3 separate regions of the Sus scrofa genome follow, and regions 1 and 2 are each linked to region 3. The links are chromatin contacts, called in public Hi-C maps. All regions are on one chromosome and are shown on one strand. The core of a region is the stretch at or near the end of the contact, and the rest is flanking DNA. Distances in the headings are between cores, read along the strand shown.

What was found. Hi-C and Micro-C count contacts between places; a contact is called where the count stands out from the background.
Region 1: a contact with region 3 is called in a Hi-C map of omental adipose tissue, with 1.8 times the contacts expected there. A contact is called at or near these places in 5 of 47 Hi-C or Micro-C datasets (embryonic fibroblasts, liver, omental adipose tissue and 1 more) and 2 of 2 datasets of targeted methods (alveolar macrophages and skeletal muscle).
Region 2: a contact with region 3 is called in a Hi-C map of omental adipose tissue, with 2.9 times the contacts expected there. A contact is called at or near these places in 22 of 47 Hi-C or Micro-C datasets (adipocytes, adipose tissue, alveolar macrophages and 13 more) and 2 of 2 datasets of targeted methods (alveolar macrophages and skeletal muscle).

What each region holds. Positions count from the first base shown.
Region 1 is chr3:97,528,467-97,532,433 of Sscrofa11.1, forward strand. All of the region lies in intron 2 of LOC106509843 (a long non-coding RNA gene), which reads right to left. Among named protein-coding and RNA genes, the nearest start is that of TRNAI-UAU, 37 kb to the right of the region's middle.
Region 2 is chr3:97,552,753-97,556,832 of Sscrofa11.1, forward strand. All of the region lies in intron 2 of LOC106509843 (a long non-coding RNA gene), which reads right to left. Among named protein-coding and RNA genes, the nearest start is that of TRNAI-UAU, 13 kb to the right of the region's middle.
Region 3 is chr3:96,973,952-96,978,405 of Sscrofa11.1, forward strand. All of the region lies in intron 28 of THADA (thyroid adenoma-associated protein), which reads left to right. Among named protein-coding and RNA genes, the nearest start is that of THADA, 100 kb to the left of the region's middle.

The DNA.
Region 1 (3,967 bases), core at 810-3,309, 550 kb after region 3:
TCCCTTACTTACTGTACCAATCCCGTTCCCCCACTCCCAAAACAGACTCAGGGCTTCCTTCAAAATAAATCCTTGAGATGAGGGGACCATCCAGTGGCCCTGACAATGCAGGCTTACACATCCTCCTCCTGTGCACAGACATATTACACCTTCACCTTGGACAGGCCCTGGGGTGGATGCCCCACCACAGGCGGCAGTCCTTGCACAATCCCAGCCCAGCGCAATCCAAACAAAGGCACCAACAAGGAAGGATCTGCCCCTTGGCTCTATAGAGAAAACTCAGGCTGCCCTCTTCCTCCATGAGGCAGGCCACGCACAAAGCCCCCTGTTCACGTGGCACCCGAACCCCCCCGCCCCCCCCCCCCCCGCCTCCACGATGGGAGGAGAGGCCTGAGGAGGCTGGGGCCGAGAGAAGCCCTGCTCTCCTCCAACCACTCAGAGAAGGAGTCCTGGAGGAGAGAGGGGTCCAGTCACCACAGAAGGTAGCTGCTGGAGACTCCGCAGCAGCCATCAGGCCCAGGGCCTGTGATGCTTTTAGGGGGTTCTCCAAAATGTTTTCATTTCTTTTAAAATCAGCAGGAAGGAGTTCCTGTCATGGCTCAGTGGTTAATGAATCCAACTAGGAACCATGAGGTTGCGGGTTTGATCCCTGCCCTTGCTCAGGAGGTTAAGGATCCGGCATTGCCGTGAGCTGTGGTGTAGGTCGTAGATGCCGCTCAGATCCCACGTTGCTGTGGCTGTGGTGTAGGCCGGCAGTAACAGCTCCGATTAGACCCCAGCCTGGAAATCTCCATATGCTGCAGGTGCTGCCCTAAAAAGACAAAAAAGAAAAAGAAAAAGCAGAAAAAGACCAAATACAATAATAACGAATCTAGGTGTTCCTGTTGTGGTTCAGCAGTAACGAACCCAACTAGTATCCATGAGGATGCGGGTTTGATTCCTGACCTCAGTGGGTTAAGGATCTGGCGTTGCTGTGGCTGTGGTGTAGGCGGTCAGCTACAGCTGATTCACCCCTAGCCTGGGAACTTCCATATGCCATGGGTACAGCCCTAAAATAATAATAATAATAACAATAATAACAAATCCAGCCTTGATTATACTCACCTTTATACTAGCAGTCTAAATACTATGTATTTTATTTTTTATTAAAGTATAGTTGATTTACAATGTTGTGTCTATTTCTGCTGTACAGCACAGTGACCTCTTCACACATGCATGTACATTCTTTTTCTCATATTACTGTCCATCATGTTCTATCACAAGTGCCTGGATATAGTTCCCTGTGCTATATATTGCTTACCCATTATAAATGTAATAGTTTGCATGTTAACAAAGGCATAAATTTATATATGTATGACCAGGTCACTTTGCTATACAGCAGAAATTGGCACAATACTGTCAATCAATGACACTTTAATAAAATAAACTTTTTAATTTTTAAAAATTTTTTTAAAAAGAAAGCATAAACTTAATCTTTTTTAAGGAGGAAGAATCCTACAAAAGCAAAGGAGCTCTGGGTGCTACACGTGTCAAGAATCGGGGTCTGAATTCATGTGTGGATTCACTGCCTCTCTCATTTTAAGGGTCTAAAATGTAAGCGCCTCAGGACGAGCTGCCCCCAGCAGGTCCCAGAACCTCACTGCCCCTCCTCAAAGTACAACAATACCCACCCTGGAGGTCACTGGGCAAAAGCAGGAGTGGTCAGGGCAGAGAGGAGGGCGGGACTCAACACAGGGGTTCAGCCAGCGGCTGTGGCTGGCCAGTGTCCCCCCTTTCTGCTGAATGGGCTGGCCAGCACGTCACGGTCAAAGACTCTGTCCATGTGGAGTGCACAACTCCTTCCAGCCAGGTTCAAACCAGCCAGCCCAGCTGTACTCAGCTGGTTGCAATTGCAGCCCCATTGGGCTGGGGTTTCACTTTCAACATTGATTTATGCGAAACACAAGGTTGCCTGAAATCCACTCAAATTCCTCTTCCATGAAGCAATGGTTCCGGAAGGGAGGGAAGGGCCCTGGCACCCTAACATGGGCTAGGGGAGCGTCCACAGAGCTGGAGCTCTCTGTACAAGGAAGTACCCCAGGGAGCAGAGCCACACCCCCAGGGCGCTGGCAGGAGGCCTCCTTGGAGAGATGATGGAGGCACGCAGTGGAATCCTGCACAGCATGGAAAATAAGTGAGCTAGAGTCACGTATGTCTGTGGGCTAGCATCCCTAAACATACTGAGAAGCAGAAACTGATTACACAAGAATACATAGTAGAACGACATTATTTATACAGGTTTCAAAGCAGGCAAAACAACTCTGTAAATATTTCAGAAAAACATGCATATGTACCAAAAAGTTAAAGAAATTTATGAGAATGAAAAATGCCAAATACCAGATACTAGTTACTTCTTGGGGAGAAGGGGAGGGGGTGGGGGAAGGGAGGTGGGTTTGGAAGGTGCTCATGGATGCCTTCAGCTGGATTTGTAATTTTATTTCTGAGACTGGCCTGTGCTTACAAGGGTGTTCACTATAGCACGATTCATTCTGGTATTTTCAGGAAAGTAAGGCCTGAAGGGGGTAGAGGATGAAACAAAAATTTCTAGCGTCACCTCCAGCAACACCCATGGGGAAAGAAAACACATCCATAGCCAAACCTGGTCCCTCACTTCGCCCCTATATCACCCAGGGAGGAAGACAGGAGGGGCCGGGGAGGCTTTCAGGACAGAGGTCTGGCTGCCTCCGAGGGGGGTACCCAGGACTCAATGAGGCTGATAGCAAGCAACCATGAGGTCCCCAGTATGCTCAAGGCTGGAGTGAGGAAATGCACCCCAGGACTCCTGTGTAAGGTCCCAGAGCCCCACTGTCATTCTATTAACCATTTCCCCCAGAGAGCCCAACCCTCCCACCCCTACACTTTCCCCTCTGTCCACACAGGCCTCACAGGAAAAGCATCCGTATAGCTGTTCAGGCCAAGAACCCAGGCCTGGGCCCCAGCTGCAGCCACAAACCCCAAGGCCACCCAGAGGGCCCAGGGTACAACCGTCTCCTGCTCCTGTTCCTCCAAGAACCAGGAGGTGGGGCCTGGGCCTGCCCTTTCCCTGCCTCCAGCAGCAGAACTGGTGCCTCACTTAGTCCTAGCCGAAGGCTCACTCTCCAACATGACAGCCTGGCCCCACCAGTGCCCAGCTGCTCCCTGTGATTTCACCAAAGGGTTGCATTTGAAAACTTTAAACAATCATGGAGTTCCCGTCCTGGCTCAGCAGTAACTAAGCCAACTAATATCCATGAGGACGCAGGTTAATCCCTGGCCTCGCTCAGTGGGTTAAGGATCCGGGTTGCTGTGAGCTGTGGTGTAGGTCACAGATGCAGCTGGGATCCCGTGTTGCTGTGGTTGTGCTGTAGGCCTGCAGCTGTAGCTCCAATTAGACCCCTAGCCTGGGAATTTCCATAGGCCCTGAGTGCAGCCCTGGGGGGAAAAAAGGCAAACTAGATATTCAGAGACATGGAAGGCCTTGGAAAAGTGCTCTTAGGAGCCTCCATGCCCACCGCTGCCCACCGCTCCCCACTGCTCCCCAGCCTGGGCCTACTGCGTTGCCTGGGGCCTGGGGCTCCTCCCCTTACACCACCTGCCCAGTCCCCGTGGGCAGTGGAGCTTGTGAATCCTCATTTAGGACCTGGGAACAGTTTTGCTGGTGGGGAAATACGGCTCCACGATGCGTGTGTTCAGTGGCCCTTCCCAGGCCTGCAGCAGCCAAGGTGGGAGGTGAGAGCCGCCAACCAGGAAAGAGAGCCTGGTATGGAGGCAACCCCAGGGCCACAGCAAGAGGGGACAGCTTGGCCACATAGCCTACAGCCAAGCAGCGAGGAGGAAAGGCTGTTGAGCCTGACAATTAGACAGTTATGTGGTTTGAGCCAGGAAGGCAGTGTCTGGTTGAACCTGGTGAGGGCTGGGAGCTGGTGTTCTTCTTAAATTCTAAAGTAAG
Region 2 (4,080 bases), core at 514-3,013, 580 kb after region 3:
TATATATTAAACAAGAAAAGCTTGCTTATTTTGAATGCTTTGAATTTTGAATCTTTGAGTATATTATCTATTGACTAAAAAAGAAAAAGATGGCATTTTCAATATAAATCAAAAAATATTTTAATTGATTCTATGTGAACAGTTTATGAAAGAAAATGTAATACTAAAAAAAATTCCTAAGGGGAACTTCTGCCCCAACCCTCAGCCCAGAAAGCAGAGAAAGTGACTAAGTGTCTCCAGCAGCACCCACCCTCTGCTTTCTGCTCCCCTGTCCCTCTTCCAAGCACCTTTCTTTCCCAAAGCCCCCCACACACACTCCCTATCCTTCTTTCCCACCCCCACCACCTGCTCTCTGATGGGCTTTGCTAAACTCACACATGCTGAGGGGCTGAGGGGCTGGCAGGCTGCCCACCAGGAGAAAGCATGAAGGAGCAGGAGGAAAACTGGAGCTATTGAGATGGGACCTTATTTTTATGTTCTTTTTTTTTCCTTTCTTTATTTTTAGGGCTGCACCCACGGCATATGGAAATTCCCAGGCTAGGAGTTGAATCAGGGCTGCAGCTGACGGCCTACACCACAGCCACAGCAACGCAGGATCTGAGCCACATTTGCAACCTACACTACAGCTTGTGGCAATGCCAGATACTTGACCCACTGAGCAAGACCAGGGAATCAAACCCACATCCTCATGAATACTAATTGGGTTCTTAACCTGCTGAGCCACAATAGGAACCCCCCCTCCTTTATGTCTTTTTTTTTTTTTTTTGTCTTTTTGCCTTTTCTAGGGCCGATCCTGTGGCACATGGAGGTTCCCAGGCTAGGGAATCTAATTGGAGCTGTAATCGCCGGCCTACACCAGAGCCACAGCAACTCAGGATCCGAGCTGCATCTGCAACCTACACCACAGCTCACGGCAACGCTGGATCCTTAACCCACTGAGCAAGGCCAGGGATGGAACCCGCAACCTCATGGTTCCTAGTCGGATTCGTTAACCACTGAACCATGACAGGAACTCCCGGAACCCCTTATTTTATGTTCTGACATTGACACTGCAGGCCAAGCCCACTGTTAAGCTGCTGATACATAGCAAATCACGACCTGGAACTGGTGTGGGCTTTGAAGAAGAGTTAAAAGTTTGTCGCAGTGTTGTTTTTTGATGAGAATTTCGAAGGCCTGAGCCCTGGGGTAGAGCTTTGGATGAGTCCTTCTATACAAAACAGGTGATTAAAGATCCAGCTCCTAAGGACCGGCATCCTCGGAGCCATTTTCCCAAAGGGCAGGGGCAACCAGAGGACGGATGGGGACCTGGCTAAGGCTCTGCCTGTGGTCAGCAGAGGGCTAACAGGCAGATGACCAGGGCCATCCCTCCCCCCAATCCAGGCCTTCACTGGATGAAACAGTCTGTGGGGCAGGAAGAGTACCTTTTCTCTGCCCAAACCCCAGCCCACTGGGGAGCAAGTCCACTTTTCCCAACGTGTTTTGCTCCCACTGGGAGATGATTTGGGTCAGTGTCCCATTAGCCCAGGACAGAGTCCCTGCCCCTCCTCCTGACAACTGCTGGACAGTCAACCCTCACTGCCAACACCCTGCGTTGGCCCAAGCCGCTTCCTCTCCAGACCTCCTGCCCCCCTCTCTCCTCGGCCTGCCAGAGTCCAGGAAAGGCAGAAAGCTCTGGACAGGCCCCCAGTTGCCCTGTAGGCTGTAGATAAAATAAAGTCAGTGGCTATTCCCTAAGGTCCGCACTGCTCAGGCTCCACTACTAGGGGGAGCCCTCTAAGGCAGAGCCACAGCGCCACCTGGTGGTAAAGGGCCAACTGTGCAGCTAGGCCTGAGACAGCACAAAGACAAATACCTCCTGGGTGCCCCTTTCTTAACTATTTCAGTAGTTGCTGGGGGTCCTCCCTAGATCCCAGGAGAGCCCCATCCTGAGGGCTGAGGGACGACTGTAAAGTTGAAGTCCCCAGTCACATCTCTGACACACACACCCCCATACACATAGCAAAACCCCTTAGAAAGGGCCTGGGCTTCTGTGTCACGAGGACTAGGTCCCTCCTACCTTCTCTGGTTGATATACGTCTGAGTTCAGGCAATTACATAACCTCGTGAGCCTCAGTGTCCTGCCTCTAAAATCACTTCTTTTTTTTAAGAACAAAATAATGCCATTTGCAGCAACATGGATGAAACCAGAGACTCTCTTACTGAATGAAGTCAGAAAGAGAAAGACAAATACCATATGATATCACTTATATCTGGAATCTAATATATGACACAATTGAACCTTTCCACAGAAAAGAAAATCATGGACTTGGAGAATAGACTTGTGGCTGCCAAGGGGGAGGGAGAGGGAGTGGGGTGGATTGGGAGCCTGGGGTTAATAGATGCAAACTACTGCCTTTGGAGTGGATTAGCAATGAGATCCTGCTGTATAGCACTGGGAACTACATCTAGTCACTTATGATGGAGCACGATAATGTGAGAAAAAAGAATGTATACATGTATGTGTAACTGGGTCACCATGCTGTATAGTAGAAAAAAAAATTGTATTGGGGAAATAACAATTTTTAAAAAAAGAAGAAGAAGAAAATACAATTGCTTCTTTTTTTTCTTTCTTTTTTTTTTTTTTTTTTTTTGGCCTTGCCCTCAGCATATGGAAGTTCCCTGGGGCCAGGGATCGAATCTGCTTCACAGCAGTGACAACACCAGAGCCTTCACCCACTGGGCCACCAGGGAACTCCTAAAAGAGAAGCAATAAGAAGGCTTCCATAGATTAGGAATCAATTGGGTAAAAAAGTCCCTACAGCAGTAGCTAGTTCATTGCAAGTGTTCAAGAAATAATGGTTTCCTTACCCTTCTGTCTGGATTTGGTGCCTGAGAAACCCAGACTTACTCAAAGGCAGGGCCAAGGGGACAGTCAACACCCAAAGTCTAGGATGGGAACTGTTTCCATCTCAGCTCCTCCAAGAAGCCACTTTAAGCTATTTGCCTCTCTCTGAACACCTTGTGTTGAGGGTGACCAACCCACCTGGCTTACACTGAATGAGGGAATTTTCAAGAAGAGAAGGATCTTTGGTGCTGTCCCAGGCCATCCGGGATGTCCTTTCCTCACAGCCCAGTTCTAGGGCGGCACATAACCATGGGCTGTAGCCCAGGAGTGTGCACGGTAATATTTCCCAGTCACTGCCCCCACACGCTGTGTCTTCTCATCAGCTTCTGGTGGGAACAATACGCTTCAACCAGATGGGCGTCACCTGGGGCACAGCACACACTCAGGGACAACCCCTTGGAAAGACTCCAAAGAACTTTCTAAAAACCAGGCTCCAGACCTGGAATCTGCAAAGCAAACCCACAGCGATGGGACCCATGTTATCTACTCAGCTTTAACATTTGCACCCAGGTGCTGCTCCTCTATTATCTTCCAGTCATACTCTTCTTTTTTTTTTTTTTTTTGTCTTTTTGTCCTTTTCAGGGCCTCACCCACAGCATATGGAAGTTCCCAGGCTAAGAGTCCAATTGGAGCTATGGGTGCGGGCCTACACCACAGCCGCCGCAACGCCAGATCCTTAACCCACTGAGCAAGGCCAGGGATCAAACCCAAGACCTCATGTTTCCTAGTTGGGCTCGTTTCCGCTGCACCCATTCATTCTTAAATATCTGTTGAGTTCCTATCAGCTTGGCACAGGAGGAATATCCTAGTTGTGGGAGAAAAACAATTCCCACTTATATAAACACAATGATTTTAGATAATAGTAAATACTGCTATCCTATATTCAAAGGCATCTCTGAGGAGGTGACATGTGACCGAGCCCTGGAGGTTAAGGAGCCAACCCCCTAAGATTTGAGCAAAGGTCTTCCAGGAGAAGGAACAGCCCTTGCAAAGGCCCTGAGGCAGAAACAAGGAACAGAAAGACTAGCGTGGCTGGAGCAGAGTAAGTGGAGACAGAGTGACAGGAGCTGAGGTTGGGAGGTGGGCAGGGGCTGGTGCAGACACGTGGGACCTTCTGGGCCACTGGAGGCCTGTGCATTTTATCCTGCATGTGATGGAAAGCCGTCAGTGGTTTTAAGCAAGGAAATGATGGTATC
Region 3 (4,454 bases), core at 785-3,284:
TTCATTCCTCTCAAATAAGGAAGGTTACAAAATATATAGCTTTCCTAGAAAGAGGGAAATGGAATAGTCACGTAATTGTTTTGAGTAAAAGCTAAAAAGTGAAATGAAGGCATTAAGAAGTTAATTTTTTAATGTGATGAGCATCTTTGGTAAGAGTTTTTATTTCAGTAATCTGAAGGTTGGTATATCTCATTACATAGACAATGCTTTTATTCTCTGTTTAATCCTTAAAGGGTATATTTCTTGGCAGCATCCACTGGATTTGCTTTGCGAAACTTTGAGTGTCTTACACTTGCCATTATTTGTTATGGTTCTTTTAGCTGTAGTTTATTTAATTATGCCACTTTTGGTCAAAATGTTTATATACCTGTCCCCTACAATATTAACTCCCTGAGGGTGGAGCCTTTTCCTTCTAGTCTGTGTATATATGGTGGGCACTGTAAGAATGCTAGTGATAATGATGCCTTGTTGACTGGTTCCTCAACCACTGAATAACTAAACTCAGCTGATGACACCGCCTAGGTCAGTGGAGTCTACGTTCACAGCCACAGATGGTTCTGCACACAGTCTTGCAAATATGTGCTCTTGATCAGAAGGGAACTAGACATAAAAAGAACATCTGCCTTTCCCATCTAGTGGGGGAGAAAAAGGTCTATCTTGGAGTAAACAGACTTGGTTTCTAAGCATTTTGCTGCCCCTGGAGATGACCTTAATAGACTCCCTTATCCGCTCTGCTCTTCAATTTCTCCATCTATAGAACAGGAATAATAAGATCTGTTCTGTACTAAGAGGGCTATAGGGAGGATAAAACAAAGTTTTAACAGTTCATTTTCCTGAAAAATATTGGAAGTCCTGTGCCATTAGAGATACATAGTTTGCTTTTTCTGTTACCACTTCTAGTATTTTACCCATCCCATTGTCTTACAGTTACACTGTGCTTTTGGAGTACTGGGTCAGTATCTTATCCTTTCTTTTTTACACCTGGTGCCTAGCATAGTGTCTGGCATGTAATGGGCAAACAGAATACTTGCTTAATGAAGAAGCAAATTTTGTTACTAGAGGAGGAGAGATAAGAACTCTGGTTTCTGTTTTGTTGCCATATAGCCACAATAACCAGCTGAGACAAGTTAACCTCTCTGGCTTTGGCTTTCTCCTCTAAGAGACTTGGACTATCCTTGAGGTCTTATATTTCTATAAAATACTAAGCGAAGGCTTTCTGTAATTGTTACTAGAATTGTGAGTTTGGTAAACTGCTATTTTCCCAGTGCCTAGAACAGTGCCTGCTTGGTAGTAGAGACAAGAAGTTCCCTTTTCACATATAAAGAAAGGAGCAGGGGTTCTGCACCCCTACTTAAAAGTGCGTACGGTACACTCATAGTGATTGAACTCTAGAGTGCATTAGTCTTGTTCCAGATGTGTCTTTGGGATTATGAAGAATGAGAAAACATACATTTCACTTGTTTGTTTTCAATAATGTTATTACATTGTCTTTTCCTAAAGCTCCTCTCCTTTTTTTTTTTTTTTTTTTCCCCTGACTGGCTTGGTATGACAGAATGAATAATGGATCCTTTGTAGGGTCAGAAGCTGCATAGCTCTGTGATCTGAGGAGTGTGCTGGGCTTCCCTAGATAGCCTTCCTCTGCAGTGGGAGTGGGCGCACCTTGCGCACCTTGCTAGTTCCTCTTTCCTTTCAGATGGGAGCTAAACCAATGTGATCTTTCACTCTAGATCTTTCCCATCAGCCCCAGTCTAGTCCAGCCCCTGCTTATAGACAGATTTTGTTCTAGTCCCAGGTAAGCGACAGGTAACAGTATATAGATAGTCTGAAAAGCTTTATTGTAGACTTTGTTAAAGCTTTGTGCAGGTGCTCAATGTACAGAGTGTTCTTTTGCTCTTGCTTGCTCTTCATTTTAAATCAGTCAGTCAACCGGTAAGAATTTGTAAGCATTTGCCTTGAACTCATTATTGACACAGTAGAGGAGTACATGAAAAATATAAAACTTGGACCTTGCTCAAGGAGCTTACCTTTTAGCTGAGGAAGCAAGAATCATTATTTGTGAAGCAGGTAGAAATAGAAGACAATATATACTATTCAGCTGCACAATATGGTATGAGTAATGGATGCAGAAGAAATTCATCAGTGGGAGAGTTGAGTGGAGTGCTTGAAGGGAACGGTATTTCTTATAAAGCTTTGGGGATGAGTAGATTTGGGGTACATGGAAACAGGTAGGTTAAAAAAGAGGAACAAAAGAATAATAATCTAGTTTTCATTGACAGACTAGTACAATCTCTATTCTGTCTTGTTAGCCAGAGCTCATATTCAAATTAATAGTTTAGGATGGTTTAGTACAATTTAAGAGGAAAATGTTTATAAAAGCATCACTGGGTCCAAATAAAATTATTTCTAATGACTGTGTTAGGAGATGTTAAATTGTATTTGTTTTGTTTTCCTGGGTATAAATAACAGAGAATTGTTTTAATTATTTCTCTTAACATCTTAGTGCTGTGGTTCTGGAAGGATCCTCCAAGGGACATCTAGTCTAGTCCAGCCCCTGCTTATAGACAGATTTTGAAGCAATTTCCAGACAGACTGGCTTCTCTCCTGTTTTTCATGTTTTCTAGGAAAAGAGATTCCACAAGTTTTTGTGGTTACCCACTCCATTGTTTAGGAAAGAATTGGATTCTTGAAGCTAAAATTGAGAGCTGTAGGGCAACGAGGTTTTTATGTTAGAGAATGTAATTATTAGAATTCAGAATAGCTTATTTGCTTTGAACTACATAGTAGTTTGTAGCAGTTGCCTATTTGGCCAGACTGAAGATCAGAATTTTCTTTTGACTGTGGCCAGGATAATCTTAACATCCTCAGCCCCGAAGTATTCTCGTTTCCTCCATTTAACAAGAATTTATATTGCATTTTCACTCTTTGCCAGGCCTTCTGCTGGGCACTGAGATCCAAGGATGAAATAGACATACTCCTGGCCCCAGGGAAACCAATGGTCTGATGAAGAATATATCAGTTATCTACTGCACTGAAGTTTCTGTTCCACACATGTAAAAGGGAGACGTTGTGGAAGGGGGAAGCATATCCTTAGTGTCTGTTTGCGTGCTTGGTACGTGCCAAACCCTTCATGGGTGTCAAATTTAGGCTTCATCACAGCCCTGCAGCATGAGTAGAGCCATCCTAATTTTATAGAGGAGTAAATCAAGGTTGGTGAGATCACGTGGTCCGCCCGATGTCGTACAGCCAGAAAGAGGCAGAACTAGAACCCAAATCCAGCTGCATCTGTAGAGCACATGCGGATTTGCTCACCCAATACACACAGCTCCTGATGAGCGGTGAGTCACTGTTTTGAGTCTGGCTTTAGATTTTACATTGTGAGACTGTGGGAAATGAGGCACTTGACCCAATGTCTCATTGTGGACTGGGACTCAAACAACTCCCATGTGGCAGGTTGATTTTAAGACCCTTTAATTATCCCAGTAGGAGATTATTGTGGCAAGTAAGACATTTATCTCTGTAAAACTTGTATTTCATGGTAGTTTGATGCTCGAGGGAGAGGATATTGGGGTTTTGTGATCATCTTTGTCTATGGTATGCTGTCTTTCAGCCTGAACCTAAAGTTTTTCCAAACCACTGCTTATATTTTTCATTCATATATTTAATAAACATTATAGTAATAACCACTATTATATTATATTTCATTTATTACAGTTTAGTGTATTTTATAGTTTTTATATTTGAGTGCACCTAAGAAGCCATCTAGTTCCATTCTCATTCAGCAGATGTGAAAATTGAGGTGCTCAAGGTCACATAGCTAGTGCTGGAAATAAAGTTAATGGGTACTTTTAACTCACAGCAAGCCTAGCTAGAACATTTAACAAATTTAGCTGATTTTAACAACAATAACCCTAGTTTTGATTCAAATAATTTGAAATTAAGCTAAGAGCCCCAGTGTTTTGATATGGTCTAGAGGTACCATTCATACATTTTCCACAGTTGTTTCTAGAACATTCAATCTGGTTCTTTAGGCAAAGTTGGTAAGTGCGTGTTTTTTGAGACTGAGAAATGAGTACAGGTCTTATGTAACCCTTGTGGAGAAGTTCTTAAAATCAGAATGAAGTCTATTCTGACACTTTGGCCTACTGGAGAGTTTCATGTTTCAAGTTTTTTGTTCATTCTTAGGTTCATGGATCACAGGTAGGAAAAACCACAAATAAAAATTTTCACCAAAAAGAAGCTCTTAAAAAGAAATATGTTGATGAACTTGAAGTGGGAATTAGTCATTGTGTTCTTAAATATTGACTCTTGCATGGACCAAGTAATCTTTGTTCCTAAGTACTGCCTCAGGCCATTGCCTTCTTTAATAACTAAGGTATTGTTGCTTTAGTTTGAGCATGTTCTATGGAATTTTGGCAATGCATGCATCCTCTTTCTGCATCTTAGTAAAAGCATGA